Linked DNA regions of Mus musculus: regions 1 and 3 are each linked to region 2. Evidence: chromatin contacts called from public HiChIP or PLAC-seq data. All regions are on one chromosome and are shown on one strand. The core of a region is the stretch at or near the end of the contact, and the rest is flanking DNA. Distances in the headings are between cores, read along the strand shown. Region 1 overlaps Atp2b1 (ATPase, Ca++ transporting, plasma membrane 1). Region 2 has its middle 19 kb from the start of Gm8633. Region 3 holds the start of Atp2b1 (ATPase, Ca++ transporting, plasma membrane 1).

What was found. HiChIP or PLAC-seq counts read pairs in DNA pulled down with a chosen protein or histone mark.
Region 1: a contact with region 2 is called in a FOXA1 HiChIP or PLAC-seq map of pancreatic cancer cells. The contact joins two enhancer-like sites. A contact is called at or near these places in 2 of 115 datasets of contacts at active chromatin or transcription factors (embryonic fibroblasts and pancreatic cancer cells) and 1 of 9 other capture datasets (embryonic stem cells).
Region 3: a FOXA1 HiChIP or PLAC-seq map of pancreatic cancer cells shows a contact between it and region 2. The contact joins the promoter of Atp2b1 here to the enhancer-like site in region 2. A contact is called at or near these places in 5 of 39 promoter capture datasets (the 3T3-L1 cell line, 3T3-L1-derived adipocytes, cranial neural crest and 1 more), 1 of 15 datasets of contacts at CTCF or cohesin (the NIH/3T3 cell line), 1 of 484 Hi-C or Micro-C datasets (embryonic fibroblasts) and 4 of 115 datasets of contacts at active chromatin or transcription factors (the NIH/3T3 cell line, craniofacial prominence, pancreatic cancer cells and 1 more).

Annotation. Positions count from the first base shown.
Region 1 is chr10:98,972,665-98,975,624 of GRCm38.p6, reverse strand. The region is part of intron 2 of Atp2b1 (ATPase, Ca++ transporting, plasma membrane 1); the gene reads right to left. Among named protein-coding and RNA genes, the nearest start is that of Atp2b1, 59 kb to the right of the region's middle. Within about 2 kb of position 1,579, at least 37 of the 459 cell types and tissues checked have an H3K27ac peak or open chromatin away from gene starts, as enhancers often do. A contact at or near this core is called in pancreatic cancer cells, where this site is marked.
Region 2 is chr10:98,368,952-98,372,128 of GRCm38.p6, reverse strand. No RefSeq gene overlaps it. Among named protein-coding and RNA genes, the nearest start is that of Gm8633, 19 kb to the right of the region's middle. Within about 2 kb of position 1,323, at least 7 of the 459 cell types and tissues checked have an H3K27ac peak or open chromatin away from gene starts, as enhancers often do. A contact at or near this core is called in pancreatic cancer cells, where this site is marked.
Region 3 is chr10:98,913,580-98,916,549 of GRCm38.p6, reverse strand. Atp2b1 (ATPase, Ca++ transporting, plasma membrane 1) reads right to left here and starts at 1,398. Exons shown (of 21, transcript NM_026482.2): 1 at 1,179-1,398.

The sequences.
Region 1 (2,960 bases), core at 330-2,829, 600 kb before region 2:
GAGAATCAAAACCGATTATATCAAGTCCAATGTGAAGAGGATTACCTCTTCACAATGGTGGTAAGCAAGATTATGTCTGGAGTGTAGGAGATCCCTTAGGGCGTCTCTTAGTACTACCATGTCCTGTGATTAAAGTCAATGGGAAACTACAACAGCCTAATCCAAGCAGGATGACAAAGGACGCAGACCCATCAGGAATGAAGGTATGGGTCAATCCTCCAGGAAAAGAGCCAAGACCTGCTGAGGTGCTGGCTGAAGGTGACTCTTGTAAGGAATATCGACGACTGCATCTCAATTGTTGCTTCTAACTTAGGAGAGGAGGAGGAGGAGGAGGGAGAGGAGGGGGAGGAGGAGGAGGAGGAGGAGGAGGGGGAGGAGGAGGAGGAGGAGGAGGTGGTGGTGGTGGTGGTGGTTTACTAGAGTGTTTGATGCAGGTATATTTGGCTGAGAATCAAGGATAATCCATTCCACATACAACTAGGAACTGTGCGACTATGGATGTATATATGTGTACATGCCTGTGTGGCGGTGGGGGTGGGTGGGTATAACAGTTAAGGTGACTTCCCTATATAGGACAGAAGGACACAGACTGAAGAGTATATGGCAATGTGTTCATGTGCATCCTTCTTCACTGTTTCAGTTTTGAAGGAGAAGGTGATCCCTCAGTGACCTTCAAACTTTCGATCCTTCCATCTAAAGTCAGACTTAAATACACGTTCCCATATCCCATGTGCCAGGCACTGTGGGAAGGTACAAAGCACACAGGATGGGTCGGGCAGGATGCCTTTCCCTGGTTCTTGACCTTAAAGGACTCAAGAGTTTGGTAGGGATGACTAATAATCAGACACACCCAGTGTATTACATATTAGATGGCAGTGGAGGGGACACTAGGAGAGTATACACAAAGAAATAGACTCCAAACTCACAGGGCTGGGATGGGTGAAGAAATTCCAATATACTCATTTTTGGTATCTCAATCTTGATACTCTTCTTATATAGTGTTGTAGGTGGAGGTAAAATATGCTAGAGACTAAAAAGACTAGAAACAAGAGCTAACAACGTGACATACCATTTTTAAGAAAAATGAAAGATTCTCTGCTTCAAACATTAAGAACCAAAGATAGGAAAAAGGATCAACTTAGAACCAGATCACAAGGAGAGTTCTAGGTCTACTGGAGAAGTCTAAGCTTCATTTCAAAAGCAATGCTAAACAATAGGTGGCTTTAAGACCAGAAACAGGACAGGCAGAGACACCAATTATTACCCCAGCTCAATTTTTGAAAGACAAGACAGTAGATCCTACCCACAGGGCACAAAGAAAAAGACACCGTGGGTAAAAAGAAAGAAGAATTCCTAAGGCTTAACGACTACACCAGAATGGGTTTAAAAAATTCACATAGAAATCAAAGCCATTCAAGTTTCTAACTTGGCAGCCACACAGGTGACAGTTTCAGCAGAAAGGTTTAGAGAGGTTCAGGAACGGAGTTGTAGGAAAAGAATGAGGAACTGGGCTCCACCCTCAAGGCGAAGGAGAATCCTGGGCAGGAACTGTTCATATGGGAACTATGAACACCCAGGTGATGGCCTGTGATATCATCAATAGGCTTTTGGATGGCACTGCCCAGAAGGCTGTACCAACCACCAGAAACCCGCAGACCAGGAAAGTACGGGGGAGGAGGAACATGCAGAAGCAAGAAGGAGAACTCCAGGAATATGTTCAGAAGACAGAAAGGGAATTCGATCTACTGTCACCTAACAATGAAACTTAGAAGCATAATAGAAAGCCAATGACATGTTACTTCAGGTTCAAGTATGACTTTTAAAGTTATATGCTTGCTACGGAGTTGGACAACTAATTAACACAGCTTAAAAAAAAAATCTATAAGCAATGAAAACAAGTGACCAGAGAAAGCATTCAATGCTCTACTGCAGGGGCAAGCAACCCTTTTCTCGGACCAGGCTGTGCGGGAGCGACATGGAACTCAGAAGCACAAGACCGTACATGCTAACACACCACAGCCATGCAAACATTGGTGCTAATCTGCAAAACCGAGCCCAAACCACAGGGCATGAGAGCATTTTTTTTTTAAGAGCCCCTAAGTCACTAATGATTTATCCCTAGGGAAAGGTCGATTTTCTCTAAGACTTAAACTGTATCACCACATGGAGACAAGGTCAAAGTACACAGGTGCCAGAGACTTACTTCTAGGGAGAGCAAATATCAGCTGCCACTTAAAACATGGAAACTAGGCAACCAATGACAACAGCTGCTATGCCTCTCCTGCCTCCCATCATGCACCGCCACTGTTCCTAATGACGTCTTTAGCTTCCCCTGTTGGTTTTTACTTTAGCCCCTCTTTTGCCTCATTTTGATAATCATCACTTAGAAAGCTCCGCTTCACCTGACTTCTTCCCTCTGTGGCGCACGAAGCCACGCCCGGTAACTCAGCATCTGTCTTTAATTTGTATTAATTCACTTTTATACCTTGTTTGGTGCAGTATTACGACATAACAAATATGATACGGGAGCTAGAGGCATGCATCCAGAAGCCTGCAGCAGAGTCTTCTCTGCCACCCAGCACAAAGCACAAGAAAGATAACGGGGGTAAGGTAGAAAAGATACCCGAAGCCACCGTGAAAGTTAGCGGACCGAGAAATGGGATTTAGAGCAGGAATAATAGACTCGATAGAGGAAAGTAAAACACGAGAGAAGAACAGTTTAAAAGAATTTTAGGTGTTAGGATGTTATAAACAGATTATTTTAGCACAAAGCTCCGAGGAACGTGAGATACATGCTTGTTCTAAAACATACCGCAAAAATATGACATTCCAAGTCTCACCTTCATTTTACCCTGAACTTTTAATTTCAATCCCCCTCTCAGGAATTATGACAGTTAATCAGAAGGATGGGAAAATTTCATCTGGCCCAAACATGTTCTACTGGTCTACAAATAACTACT
Region 2 (3,177 bases), core at 74-2,573:
GACAGATTTCCAACAAGAACGTACAAATGATAGCAAGAAAAGTTAGGGAAAACTTTAATTATCAAAGTAATCCAAGCTCTTGACTGAAAAAAAAATTAACTTGTTTTTCCTAGTAATAACCATTGTCAAACATTACTGCTGAATCCTGCCATTCATTTTCTCTGAATCTATAACAGCATTTCTATTCATTTTCTCTGAACTATTGTATAAATCTGTAATATTCTATGAGTTATACTTTTCAGATTACAATATATCTTTAACATCTTGGCACATATATGCATTATTTGCTTATTTTTTCAAAATCATTATAAATCATCTTTCATAATTCTTGAGTATCTTACCCAACAGTATTAGTATTAACTTCCATTTGTGTGGAAAAAAAAAACCTCAAGAGTTCTAGTGTACAATTGAGAAGAAAAAATATGACTCCAGTCAACAGAAATCTAAAAATAGTCTGTGATAAAAATAAATAAATAAAATTGAGACATATTGGTATATCTTACACTTGGAGGCAGAGAATTTGAAAGAGGCCCTAAGAAAAAGGTATTATTTGAGATAGATTTTGAAGAATGAGTAACGATGCTATAAAAAATGAGGAAAACAAGCCTTGGCATGGACAAACACCCAAGGATAAATAATGGCACTTTCTTTGACACAATGCTTGATAAGTGAGGCTTGCTGAAAAGCTGGGAGTGGAATAGATCAGTGAGTTAAGCTGTAGAAGAAAGAGTTAGAGAAACAGACCTTAGGGGATTCCATTAGCTGTCTAGTTTGCTTGTAGACAATTAAAGAGGTCAATTCTGTCTTTAACTGTTTCTATTTTTAAATGTGGATAGTGACTTTCAATGGCCCATGCCTATCTCCCAGGGCATAGGACATAACACGTGTACATTGTTATGTACACATAACACTTGTGACAGTGTGGCTGACTGTGACTGGAACCTAGTGATGAGCTGCTATGCTTTCTGTCAGACTTTCTGTAACAGAGACTTAACCACTCCTGAAAGTGTCAATACTGCCAAGACTGTGAAATGCAAATGAGGAACAAACTTATTAAATTTTGTACACCGTCCATAAACAAGCAAAAAGTTCAACATGAAAATATTGATATAATTATGTAAAATGAATCCAATAATTCATAGGATTTGATGTGCTATTTCATTTTACTTATTAATCATATGATTCATAGTTCTCTCCCCAATATGTGGTTAATATTTTATTGTGTGATTAAATATTAACTATATTATTTAGAGTCAGGAAACACTTCACTGCTGATGAAATCTCACTTTAACTCTCTGAGAATTTGCTTCAGTGTGGAATGCCCACTGCTGTAACTGACGCAGTTCTGTTACGAGGAACGTGGGTGCAAATGGAATTCACCTAGTGTTATCTGTGGAGCAATGGGCTATGTACAGACAGGCTGGTCTCCAGTCGAGCTGAGGTTGTGAACCCCAGAGAAATCCAGCGGTGATAATTCACCTACATGGGACAGAAGGTGTTCCCTCATGTCTCCTGGAACCCTGGCTCAAATCGAAGTTACTGCCCCCACAAACCCCACAAGAGAAGCATGTGGCTAGTAGTCACATACACAATGTCCCAAGCTTCTGACCTTCAGGCTAAACTCCTCCCCAGTTACCTAGCAACAACAAGAAAACATCCCACCATAAGAGGGGCTGCTTGGCCCCATCTGGATCTCTTCTTTCACCCTCTTACTCTCTCTCCTCTATCTCTCTAACCTCTTACTCTAGCCTTTCTTCTCTCTCCTTTTCCCCCTTCTCTTCCTTGGCTATGGCTGGTCTCTCTCTCTTTTACCTTCTCTCTTTCCCTCTGCCTTGCCTGGCAAATACAGAAGTGGATGCTCACAGTCATCTATAAGATGGAACACAGGGCCCCCCAATGGATGAGCTAGAGAAAGTACTCAAGGACCTGAAGGGGTTTGCAACCCTATAGGTGGAACAACAATATGAACTAACCAGTACCCCCCCCCCCCCCCGAGCTCATGTCTCTAGCTGCATATGTATCAGAAGATGGCCTAGTTGGCCATCATTGGAAAGAGAGGCCCCTTGGTCCTGCAAACTTTATATGCCTCAGTATAGGGGAACACCAGGGCCAAGAAGTGGGAGTGGGTGGGTAGGGCATCAGGGCAGGGAGAGGGTATAGGGAACTTTCAGGATAGTACTTGAAATGTATATAAAGAAAATATCTAATAAAATAAAGCTCTAAAACCATAGACTGTCTCTGATCATCAAGGTCCCCTGTGCTTGGATGATGGAATAGGCTTTCTCCTAATGAGCCGTTTCTAATCTCCTGATGGAAGGCCTTCCTGTGCTCCAGTCATGGACCAGACTAAGGACTCTCGCCTGTGTGGGAATCTCTCTCCCTCTGCCCTCTCTCCTGTAACTCTGGGGCCGAGGGTGTCACCCCGGGCCCCCTGGTATCAGGGGCTGCCCCTTGTCCACCCCCACCTAGTGGGGTCAGTGGCTTAGATGCCCACCTTGGGCCGAGTGGAAAGCGTCTGGCAGCCCTCTCGCATCCACCTGCCCAGAGCACAGGAGCTCTGGACAGACGTGGGCTCTCTCCCTCCCCCCTTCTTCCCCTATAACCTCATTGCCTACAGTTATTCATATCTGTTACATCATGATTTTAATTTCCCCATCCCACTGTTAATCTTCTAGATATCTATGTTGAAATTTGAGAAGCACATTTCCATCTTCAGAGATATTACCCATTTTCCCTTTTTACCAGAAAGTGGTGTTTCTTTATTCTAATAACAAGTAGCTTTAAAATCTAATACTATTATGAGCATAGGAGGTATTTTTTTTAATTATGTATTTGTTCACTTTACATCCCAGTATCAGCCCTTCAAGTGGGAACTTCTAGTTCTTTGGAAAGTTATGTCAAATGATGTTTTGCTAGGGTACAGAGGCGAAAGGATGTCTTGCTAAAGCAAACACATGAAAGCATGTTTTCTTGAAGCAGACAGAAGTGAAAGGATGTGTGGATATAGCAAACACATGCAAGGATAATTGATGAAGGAGTATCATTGACATCACAGACAGTGGGCTACGAGCACTGAGAATTGGTTTGTTTGCTCTGCCTGCCTATTCTTCACAAAGGACACACATGTATTGGTTTGCTTTACATAGTGTTGAGCTCAACTTGTGATAACACCTTCTT
Region 3 (2,970 bases), core at 149-2,648, 540 kb before region 2:
GAGGTGAAGCACAACAAAGCCTTCCATGTTGAAAGGCAGACAGTCCAGACATGCATATACCTCCACTCGTATGAAAAAAAAAATCCATATAACTAATTTATCAGGAACAGCAATCGATACCGACAGGAGTCATTAGATTATTAATAAACCCAGAAAAGTAGCATGCATAGCAGCCAAAGGTGGCTGTCTGCAGCGCTCTAACCCCTAGGAAGGGTAAAAAAAACAGCCTACCGAGGAGGTTCGCGTCCTTACCAAGGTCCTGCAGACCCTTTTACCCACGCAGACCAGCCCCAGCTTCCCCTTGCGGGTCCGATCACCGCAACAGCAAAAGCATTCCCAATGCTAGAGTCCCGCAGTAAACTGGTGACTGAAATGTGCAGAGACCAACCTGGGCAAAGACCGAGGCGCAGACCCAGGGGTCGCTAACTAGCTAAGACACAAAATTCTCCTGCAAGATGAAATAGAGAAGAAGCCCCCGCCACCTCCGCCCCCCCCACCCCCGCAATAGGAATGCCACCCTCCTTTCTTACTGACCCTTTCCGAGGACAGAGCAGATTTTCCCCCTTTTAAACTAAGTACATAAACATGAATCGGAAGCACCCGTGAACATCCTGGGGGGCCAGACTCAAGACCTGAAGAGAGCGTCCAGGCGGCTCTTCAACTCCCCGGGAGTCACCGTCCTGTCTGACAGGCATCTATCACACCATCCTCTCCGGGGGGCCGACGACAAACCTTCACCTTGCACGGGCAGTACCTCCCGGGGGCCCAAGCCAGGGATTAAATGGGTGACCCTCCCGGGTCGCAGGAAGAGGGAGTGCCGGGGCACCGCTGCCCTCAAGGTCACCACATGCCGGGGTAGGGGCGACCGGTGTTCAGATGGGCTGTGGCGGCAGCAGGGGCAGCCCCGCGAAGTCCGAGAGCCCTCGGGTGTAGACGAGAAGCCACCGGGACGGCGACTCCGAGCTGGACCCGGCGCCGAGGCGCGCGGAGAGGAAGCCTCCTCACCTTTACGGTCTCCTAGCAGGAGCGAACCCCGGCGGCGCCGCCAACTTCGCGGGGACCCGCCGCGCTCCACCCCGCGCCCAGCTGTCAGGACCCCCGCCGCGCCCTGCGCGCCCCACCCGGCCTCCCCCGCAGGTGGCCGCCCCCGCCGCGGGCAGCCACCGGCCGCCACTCACCTCGCCCGCAGCGGGAACCATTTTTTCCGAGGGGAAGAATCAAGGAAAGCTAGGCGGGTGGGTCCGGGGGATGGCGGCGAGGGGTCGCGGGACGTGCCCGCAGCCGGCTCGCTGGGTTCGGGGCGCCACGCGGAGGTGCGGCTGCACCTCGGGAAGGAGGCGGCGGCGGCGGAGCCCAGAGACTCGGCGTCCACCAGCCGGGGCTCCCTACTCACGCTGCACCGCGAGGAGGCGGCGGCGGAGGAGGAGGAGGCGGCGCCCGGCCGGCCCCCGCCCAGAGCCCGGCGGCCGCCGAGTGGCCGCTCGCGTCCCCGCAGGACCCGCCTCCTCCGCTCCGCAAAGCCGCGCTCAGGGCGCGCCGCGCTCGGCACAGCAGCTCAACCGGCCCCGCGCCGGCGTCCGCAGCAGCAGCAACAGCAGCAGCAACGGGCGGGGTGCAACCCGGGGCGGGGTCCGGGGACACCGGTCCGCAGACGCGGAGCTCAAGGGGCAACGGCCAGCTCCGGGGCAGGGGCCCGGTGTGCACCGGGTGACCCGCGAGACCGCCCGAGCAGGCAAGGGGGGAGGAGGGCGCTCACCCGTTCCGGTCCGACGCTCCCTTCTTCTCCACACCTCCACGCCTCCCGCTCCACGCTGGCAGCGCAGCTGCTCCCGCTGCCTCTGCCACCGCTGCGGATGCTCGCGCGGCCGCCGCTGCCGCCTTGGCTGGGCGCGGTCACGTGACGCGGCCCGCGGGGAGCCTGAGGGCGGGCGGGCGGGCGCGCGCGCGCGCACGAGCGGAGGTAGCGCCGCTCGGACCGGGACTGGCGCTTCCCGGAGAGGGCGTTTAAGGGGAGGATCCGGCGAGCGCGGCCCCGCCTGGCGAGCGCGCGCCCGGGGTGGGGTGAGGCGGCGGGGATCAGAACTTGCAGCGCGCGGTGTGGAAAGGGTGGCCTGTAGTGCGGGGCGGGCGACTCGCGCCTCCGCGCGCCCCTCCCTCTCTTCCTTCCCTGCGCGCCGGGCTCCCGGCTGCCCCCGCCCCCTCCTGCGCTGTCGCCCCCTCCCTTCCCCTCCTGCGGCGGCTTCCGATTGGCCGTCGGGGCTCTGACGTCTGTGTTTCCATGACGTGTCGGGGCCGGGGAGGGCCGCGGGAGGGGGCGGCGGGGGAGGAGGGGGCGGTGACTCCGTCCGTCACCGCCGGTGCCTGGGCGCGCGGCCCGGCGGCTCCTGCAACGTGAGGAAGCCGGAGAGCGACGAGTGCCGCCGCAGTGGGACGCCCTTCACTTGGGGTCCCGCTCGAGTCGCCCCCGGGTGGAGGCGATGCCGGGTCACGGGACGGGAGAGCGGCTCGGCGCCCACTCCCTAGCGGACCTGTCTCCTGTCCCGGACGGTGACGCACTCGCCCGACAGCCAAAGTGCCTTCCCTTTTGGGAAGAGAGCCCACTCGCCCTGTAGGCGCGCTGGCCCGGCCACCGACACCGGGGATCCCCGCTGCAGCGCCCAAACCGTGTCCTCTAGCCGGTGCAAGCAGGCCTCGCAAGGTCCGCTTGAAGTCCTCGTGTTTCTCTTTTGGGTTTGCTGCTGCGGCTGCTGCTTTTTTTTTTTTTTTTTTTTTTTTTTTTCCTACCTGTGGCGAGCTAGTGGGTCTTTAATTCATAATACTTAAATCCTGCCCTCATCTTTCCCGAGGAGAAAGGAACAAGAAAAAAAAAAAAAATCATGCAGAGTACCGTGCAGTATTTAGACGGTAAAAGGTAGCCGACTCTGGTCCAACCAGTTCAAAAGAAAACCGCTCATGATTACTTCTACTTTA